3 separate regions of the Gossypium arboreum genome follow, and regions 2 and 3 are each linked to region 1. A link is a contact called in public Hi-C data. All regions are on one chromosome and are shown on one strand. Each heading gives the region's core, a stretch centred on a gene start, on an enhancer-like site or on the middle of the called end of the contact. The rest is flanking DNA. Distances are from core to core; before and after follow the strand shown.

Evidence for each region. A called contact is a pair of places that touch in the nucleus more often than the background predicts.
Region 2: a contact with region 1 is called in a Hi-C map of leaf, with 3 times the contacts expected there. The contact joins the promoter of LOC108456834 here to the promoter of LOC108454189 in region 1. A contact is called at or near these places in 2 of 5 Hi-C or Micro-C datasets (both in leaf).
Region 3: a Hi-C map of leaf shows a contact between it and region 1, with 2.6 times the contacts expected there. The contact joins the enhancer-like site here to the promoter of LOC108454189 in region 1. A contact is called at or near these places in 2 of 5 Hi-C or Micro-C datasets (both in leaf).

What each region holds. Positions count from the first base shown.
Region 1 is chr9:54,259,128-54,262,029 of ASM2569848v2, reverse strand. LOC108454189 reads left to right here and starts at 1,387. Exons shown (of 9, transcript XM_017752564.2): 1 at 1,387-1,858; 2 at 2,485-2,546. The coding sequence starts at 1,763. LOC108454663 (a long non-coding RNA gene) reads right to left here and starts at 999. Exons shown (of 5, transcript XR_001866755.2): 1 at 658-999.
Region 2 is chr9:54,499,286-54,502,187 of ASM2569848v2, reverse strand. It overlaps LOC108456834 (pentatricopeptide repeat-containing protein At5g19020, mitochondrial), which reads right to left and starts at 1,440. Exons shown (of 4, transcript XM_017755536.2): 1 at 1-1,440. The coding sequence starts at 1,346.
Region 3 is chr9:54,477,079-54,479,980 of ASM2569848v2, reverse strand. No RefSeq gene overlaps it. Among protein-coding and RNA genes, the nearest start is that of LOC128280512, 4.0 kb to the left of the region's middle. Within about 2 kb of position 1,385, at least 2 of the 2 cell types and tissues checked have an H3K27ac peak or open chromatin away from gene starts, as enhancers often do. A contact at or near this core is called in leaf, where this site is marked.

The DNA of each region.
Region 1 (2,902 bases), core at 138-2,637:
AAAAACTTTTGAAAACATAACTAAACATAGCGGAATAGCTAAATCTTTATCTAAAACCCGATGTAGTAGCTAAATATCTATGCAACTTATGATTCTCTAAGCATTAAGATTCAAAAATAAACAAAGCGTATTAGCACATATGTCGAGTTTCTCTTTAATTTAACTTCAATGGTTTTCTCAACTGAAATGCTTTGTTCAGCTTACACTGTAACTAGCCCAATATTTCAGAATCAAAATTGAAAAAAAAAAAGAAGCAAAGCAATGGCAAATTTACTAGTAAAACGATTTCCCCATCTCCCACGCCTATGTTTTCTTTTTCTTTTTCTTGCTCAAAAACTCTGTAACTGATTCAAAGCTCAAAATCCAAATCCCCTTCAACCCATTTACCACAAACAACAAATTCCAACCTAAAATTGAAATCCCTTACTATTGAGACAAGCAACCTGAAATCCCTTACAATAAACAGAAATGCCCAACAATTCGAAAATACTAAGCTAGCTTTCTAACCCTAAATTGCCCTAAAATAATCAGATCAACCAATCGACCAATTTTTCTCGAAAACTCATTTATTTCGCAGGTCCCTTCTAGTGAAATACAAGCAGAGAAGCAAAGAGATGAAATTCTCAAAATGGAGGTGAGATTGAGGGGAATAATAACCTTACTCGTCTCAACTTTGGGGAAGCTTTTTACAATGTCGAGATCTTTGTCTATGATGGTCCTGGGATAACAATAACTAAACGAGAACTATGAGACAAGGTTGAGGTGTGGTGGCTTGAGGTGTTTGCTGAGGGAGAATGGTAAAGGGCAAGAATGGGAGGTTATGTTTTTTTTCTTATTCGGTAGAGGCTCTGTATTGCTATTCTTTAGATCAGGTGGGGAATGGCTATTATGGGTGGAGGCGGAATGGGAGATGAATAAAATTCTGTCGAATGGAGGATTCGGTAAATTAAACTAATGAATAGCTGCTTATCACCAAATCATCCTGGAATAGTTTCGCTATTTATGCGTGATATGTAAATATTGAAGGCTAAATTTATTATTATATTAATAAAATTATGTATAATTGATAGAAGATATTAACATTATAATTAATTGTTCTTGGTTGTTTACTTTTAAAATCGAAACATATTAAATTTCTCTATTTTTTAAAAGAATCAATTTGTTTAATTTCAAATTGAGAGAGACTAAAAGATTTTTTACCTTATTATCTTATTACAAAGATGTTTTTATATTTATATATATAATCAATAAAAAATTCAACCTAAACCACCTTAATTAAAAAAAGTACTATTTCTACCAAAGTTAACTTTTTTATGGAAACTTTTACTATTTAATTTATCGATAAATTTTCAATTAATTTTAGGTAATTTTCACCCTAATCGTGTCTTTAGTATGCATGTTTAAGAGACTAAGAAAAGGATGCTACCTACTGAGTTGCAATTCTCAATCCTATCCCAAAATTTTAAGCTTATTCAATACCCAAAACTACACAATAAAGCAATTGAAATAAAAGCAATCAGACAAAATCCCAAAAATCTTTTGAGTGTTTGTTAGGCTAAAACCGCTATAGGAAAAAACCAAACACAAAGCTAGAAAAATCCCACTTCTTTCTTCTTTTTTTCTTTTCATTTCTGTTTCCTTTTTAACTTTGCCAAATCTGGCAACCTTAGAAGGATTGAGGGCTCGTTCATCCCATAAACAAGAGATCCTCGATATTGACAACGAAGACGAAGAGTGTAGGCCTTGGCGTCGAAGGTTCTCAATGGCTTTCACCTGGGGTTCCTCTCTCAGGATCACTCTTCTTCTCCTCCTTATTGCTGCTATTGTTTTCGCTTGTTTCACCCTCCCTGTTGAAAAGGTTTGGTTTTTCTACCTATTTACACGTTTCCTTGATCTGGGTGAAGTTTATTTTTCTCTTCTTTTTTTCTTAATTTTGCTTTTTCATTTTGTTCTCCGATCTGGGTATTTGTTGTTTTCTCTTTTTGATTGATAATTTGTTAATTTTGTAGGGTTTTTCTTTTACTAATTTTGTTCTTTCTTTTTGAGCTTTTTCTAATCCGGGGCTTTCCTGTTTTGACCTTTTTGGTTAATCATTTATGGATTTTTGGATGTTTATATCGATTGAAGATTTGAATGTTGGGTTTTCTACTCAAATGAGTTACCTATGTGGCACATTTTGGGGTTGAGGTTATAAGTGCAAACTTGTGATTTTGGTCTTAGGTTTCACGATTGATATGCTACCAAGCTGTACTTTTGAACCCAATGTATTTGTCTAATTGTGTTCCTTTTCTGAAACTAGTACAAATTGCAAAGCTGGGACAATGTATGAAAGAGTTATGAGGGGGACTACAAAATTAGCTAAAGCATTAATTCTTAGAGCTGAATTCTTAAGGATTCTGATTCTCTCCCGCTTTCCCAATGTTAGCTGTTGGTGTTTAAATTAAGCTCAGTTGTTATGTTGATGAAAATAAGTTTTTCTTGCAGATTCTGAAGGATTTTTTGTTATGGGTTGACAAGGATCTTGGACCTTGGGGTCCACTTGTGCTGTAAGTCCCGTGAAATCCTGTATTTTTTTTGGCTTCCGTTAGCATCTATCATGTCATCTACTTGAATGTAATTCATTTGATTCGGTAATATATGAATATAATAAATCTAATATAAATTGATGTTGCCGTTGAAACATTGTTCAACTGAGTTGAAAGTTTTGTCGGTTTGCTTGGTTCTTACTGTCTTTAGCTTTCTGTCCATGTAAACAGAAAGTGGATCATTTCCTTTATGTGAAACATGGAGAGAATGTAAGGTTATGCGTTCTTCAGCATTGCATGAATAAAATGCCCCTCCATGAGTAATGAAATTAGCATGTCGTAGTTATGTGGAATGCCTCTTAAATTTGAAGCTTTGG
Region 2 (2,902 bases), core at 191-2,690, 240 kb before region 1:
GCCCATCTCCCTTCATTCAACATGCCTAAAGAAGCAATTGCAGAGAAAACACTTGCCAATGTTATTTGGTTTGGCTGCATACCACAAGCTATCATTTCGTGGAAGAGCTGTAAAGCGATGTTAGGTTGCTCACTCTGCGCGTAACCGGCAATCATAGAGCTCCATGAAGAAACATCTCTTTCAGCCATCTCATCGAATAACCGTCTCGCCTGTTTGATCATTCCATTTCTTATATATCCTGCAATAACCGCATTTCTAGAAGGAAGATGATCCTTAACACCCACTTCAAACTGCAAATAAGCAAGATCAACCCTCCCACAAGCTGCATAAAAATGAATGATAGTTGCTTGCACAAAATCATAACATTCAAAACCTGCCTTCACAGTCCTACCATGGAGCTGAAAGCCCTCTAGGGTCGCACTCAAACGCGCACATGCTGAAACCAAATCGACAATCATAACATCACTTGCCTCAACTCCCTCACGTAACATAGCACAAAACATTGTTAAAGCTTCACTTAACCAATCCACTTGAACATAAGCATCAACCATGGTACCCCACGAAACAACATCTTTTTCCTTCACGGGAATTTTCTCAAACAACTCCCGGGCCAACTCAACATCCCCAGCTTTTGCATACCCATTCAACATCACATTCCAAGAAACAACATTCTTCTCTAGCATCTGGTTAAACAAATCCCTCCCATCCTTTAAACTCCCACAAACACAGTACATGTGAAGCAAATTGGTTGAAACAATAACGAACTCGTCAAGGATCACCTTAACCGCCAAACCATGTAACAGCCTACAAATGGAAATCCCTCCAAAACCCGAACAAGCAGAAATCAAACTTGCCAACGTGACTTCGTTAGGCAAAATACCACCATATCTCATTTCCTTAAAAATCCCAATTGCTTCTCTCCAGTAGCCCTTTGAAGCAAATCCCATTATCATGGTAGTATAAGAAACACAACCCTTCTTAGGCATTTGACCAAACAGGCTACGTGCTTCATGAAACCGACCAGATTTTACATACCCAGAAATCATGATGTTGTAAGAAACAGGGTCCAGGTTGGGAGAAGAAGAGAACAAACGTTCAGCGTCTCGAAGGAAGCCGCACTTGGCGTACATGTTTATCAAGGTGTTAAAGATAAAAGGGTTGGAAGCGAAGCCTGATTTGATTACGAGGCAATGGGTTATTCGGCCATGAGAAATAGAGCAATGAGTTGCAGCGGATTTTAAGGAAGAGATGAGAAGGAGGTCGTAGTGGTGGGGTTTGGAAGAAGGTGCTGAAGTGGAGAGACATTTGTGCAGCCAACAAGATTTTGGTTTGAGAGAATTGAACATGAGATTGAGAGATTAGCATGAGAGCCGTTTCTTTCTGAAAACCAAAAAGAGTGTGGGGTTTGCGTCCTTTAGTAGAGCTGAAGAAAATTTAAACCTCGCCAAGGGTTGTTTATTTTTGATTAATTAATAATAATTTAATAATAAAATACACATTTATAATATTTATTTGCATTCTAAAACATATTTAAGTTAGTTGTAGTCCATATATTAAAGTTGTGATTGTATGTTATATTTAAGTTAGTTTAATTTTTATAATATGAGAAAATTGAAATAGTTTTATGAAAATTTATAGTATTACCTTTTAGTTATGTGGTAATTACTTACAATATATTTATATATATATATATATATATATATATATGTACAAAAGAAGATGCAATATAGAAAGTTATATTAAATATTAAGCCATAACTAAATTTGGGAAACATATTTATAAATGTATTTTACGAAAATTAATTTTACTATAAATTTTGTGTTAAATATTTCAATAATATTAAATAAAATAAAATTGTATTTATAAGATAATTTTCCTAATTAATTACCAATAGTTATGTCAATCTAATAAATTCACTAATATACTTATTATTTAAAGACATTCTTTAAATTCGACATAACCATAAATACTTCAGACATCTCAAATTTTAAACTTTTCGATTTGACCAATTTAAAACTAACATAAGAGTATGAAGATTCAGGGTCTATCAAAGCAAAAACAAGCTCATAATATAATAAAAAGATACTTGCTACAACATCAGTAGCGTCACCCTCTTCGCGAGTTCGTACAACGTATGCCAAAACCGACACTTTGGCCTATGACTGATGAGTAATGGCATCATTCCTCTTTATTGCACCACTTCTAGAAACAAAACCATCATAACTAATTCCATAACCCCTGGCCGCAGGTGCAGACTTCTGAGTAGTGACAGGAGTAGCATTATCACCTATCGGGCACTCTCGAGCGAAATGCTCCAACTATCCACAACGAAAATAGTCTGGGTCAATTTCCAATATTCACCTTGATGCTTCTTCCCATAGTGCTCGCAATTAGGTATCTCAACATCTCAAGACGAGCCTCGCACACTGCCCACAGACATAGTCGGTTGTCGATTTTGATTTTTGTCAGATCTATCAGACTTATATGTCGATTTCCAATTACCACTAGAATCTTTAGTTCGCTTTGGTTGCAGATGCGAACTAATAGCTCCTGTCCGTTTTCCAACAACTCACGTAGTCTCAGTCTTCTTATCAAGACCTAAAGCTTACTCCACCATTTTTGCTTGCTCGACTAAATCAGAAAACTCTGAAATTCGATGTGATACAAGCTGTACTCTGAGTTCATCACATAAACTACATAGAAATCATTTGCAACTTTAAGCTTTGGATGGCACAAAATCAATAGCATATTTACTAAGTCGCAAAAAATCACGTTTTTAATCAGCCACTGACATCTCACTCTGTTTCAACAGTAAAAACTCTTTTTTGTTGTCTTCGAGATACAACTCTCCGACATATTTCTTCTGAAATTATTTTTGAAAGAACTCTCAAGCGGCTCACTT
Region 3 (2,902 bases), core at 136-2,635, 220 kb before region 1:
TTATTAAACGGATTAATTTAATATGTGTATTAGTAAAAGGAATAAAAAATCTAAATGTTATATTTACAATTTAAAAACTATATAAAATTATTCATTTTCAATTTAACTCAAAAAAAAAATTAAGGGTGTAAAAGTTCACAAACTTAAAAAAATTAAACTCTTTTTTTTACTCATTTGGGTACTCAAACTTTCAAAATATATTAAAAGGTCCTCAAAAAAAAACTAATTAAGCCCCTACCTTTTTTTTTTCACTCAATTGGATACTTTAACTTTCAAAATATATAAAAAGATCCTCAAACTTTTTAAAAAAAAAGGCAATTAAGTTCATGCTTTTATTAAAATTAGAAAAACATTATAAAAAATTAAAAACAATAAAAGATATAAATATTATTAAATTTTAATAAAATATTAAAATATTAAAAATTAGAAAAAATATAAAATCGTAAAAAATATAAAAAATTATAAAATTTTATAAAATCGTAAAAAATTAGAAAATATATAGAAATATAAAAAATTTATAAAATTTTATAAAGTCCTAAGAAAATTATACAAAATGTAAAGAAATATAAATTTTGTTTTTATAAAATTTTACAATTTTTAATTTTTATTAAAATTTAATAATTTTATAAAATTTATTATTTTTATAATTTTAATAAAAGCAAGGGCTTAATTGTTTTTTTGAAAAATTTTGAGGGTCTTTTTTATGCAATTTGACAGTTTAAGTACCTAATTGAGTGAAAAAAAACAGGGCTTAATTGCTTTTATTGAAGAAGTTTGAGGGCCTTTTTGATGCATTTTAAAAGTTCAAGTGCTCAATTGAGTGCAAAAAAAAAAAAGGAGAGGCTTAATTATTTTTTTTTTAAAAAAAGTTTGAGAGATTTTTACATCCATAAGTCAGAAAAAAAATTTATTTATAAAACCCTAACAACTTTAGAAATATTAACTATGTTATATAATAAATTAAATTTATTTATAATAAATGTTAATTGTGCTAAATTTTAGTTTTATTTTAGTTTTTTATTAGTAGAAAGGTTAAATTAATCTAGTTAAGAGTATAAAAATTAATTTCAACCATTTCTATGAAGTAGTTGTCCCCTTTTTTTTTGTTTTTTTGTTTATGAAATGGGCAGGGTAACCGAATGAAAATCAGAAGTTTCCTGAGAAAGAGCAATACGAGAGTGGTGAATCTCATATTATTTTTTACCTAAAAACAACCAACAAAATTCCAACATTGAGCAATGCTTTTTGACTTATTCGTTTCAGATTTCAGAATTTAAAACTCACCAATCCTTTCTCACTGTTGTGGGTATAATGACTGGTTGAAGCAATGAAGTTGGTTCCCTCTCGTGGTGGGTGGTGACTGGTGAGTGGTGGGTAGTGGGTTGGTATTCTTTTAACTTCCCCAATAATGGCTGCCGTACTACTCAATTCTTAATGCCAACTTATCTTTCGCTCATGTAATCTCAATGTTGGATTTGCTAATGCATTTGGTCTTTCTTGTTGCAAAATCTTATAGAAAATTCAAGGTTTACATGTGTAGGGTTTAGGTTATATTTTTCTTTGATGTGGATTTAGTTTATAATTTTTAATTTAATTTTTTAGTTTCTATATTTTTAAATTTTAACGCTTCAATCTAAACTCAAATTGTACTTGTTAAAGTTGTTAACTCAAATTCTGGTATATCTAAGATCTTATATAACAAACATATTTATCACGTGTGTAATATCCCATCAACTTACTAATTTCATATATTACTCATAAAAATACTATTTTAATTTATGAATTTAACAGTTATAATTTTTATTCGGGATTGAAATTATAAAATTCTAAACATATATGGATTAACAATGATCAAATTGAAGATTAGTAACTAAATCCATAGTTTATGCATAGTATGGGACTAACAGTAGAACTTGATCTAATAGATTTAACTACTATCGTTAAGATTAGGATTGGAATTTCAAAATTAAAAAAAGTAGAAGGATTGAAATTGACCAAACTAGAGTACAAAGATTCAATCTTCAACGTATGCACAGTACATTGACAAATAGTATGTTTTGGCCTTTATATTATTTCATTTTCAAAATTGAATTTCGGCTATTTTTTTATTTATACAAATTTTGATAATTTAATAATTTGTAATTTCATAGATTTGGAGATATTTGGGTACTCATATCATGTTCATAGGGATGGAAATGGAGCGAAGCAAGGGTGGATTTTGTCAATTCTTTCACCACTCCAAAGTTGACATCCTTTGCCCTACCATCTGCTCATTCCACTATGGATATATAATCTTGAAAACCACTAATACTTCCATGAATGTTGGATGCATCCATACTCATGATTGTTGCAATAACAACAATGCCAATTGAACTAAGTGATGGGTGTCGAATCTACTAAAAATAAAAGGTCCTACTCCTAAAATAGAATTTAAATTCATAGTCAAAGAAGTAGGGTTGATCTCACAAAGATTGAACTGATTATTTTATGATTTAGCACAACCAGATTTTGTCATGGGCAATTTTGTGCCCAAGACTTGTGCAAACCTGCGTAAATAAACAAAGGGGGATAAAAGTATAACAAAATTAAACAAATAAATGCAAATTAGGATATAGAAATTTGAAATAGAAGTAAATTAAACCAAAAGGATAAAAACTCCAACCTCATACACAACTTCTGATGTGATCATGGCCAAGGAAGCTGCTGCCGATCCCATTGAGCTGCCCTTAGGTCCAATCACTCGGTCACGAGCCAAGAAGTTTAAGAAGCCCTTTCGAGCTATATTGATCGAGCATGGGGAGAAGAAGTGGTGGGCTTTATCGAGCATGTGTCCCATGTAGCTTACTTAAAGTTGAATTTTAGCTTTCATTTTTAAGCTAACTGGTTGCAGGAATAAACTTTA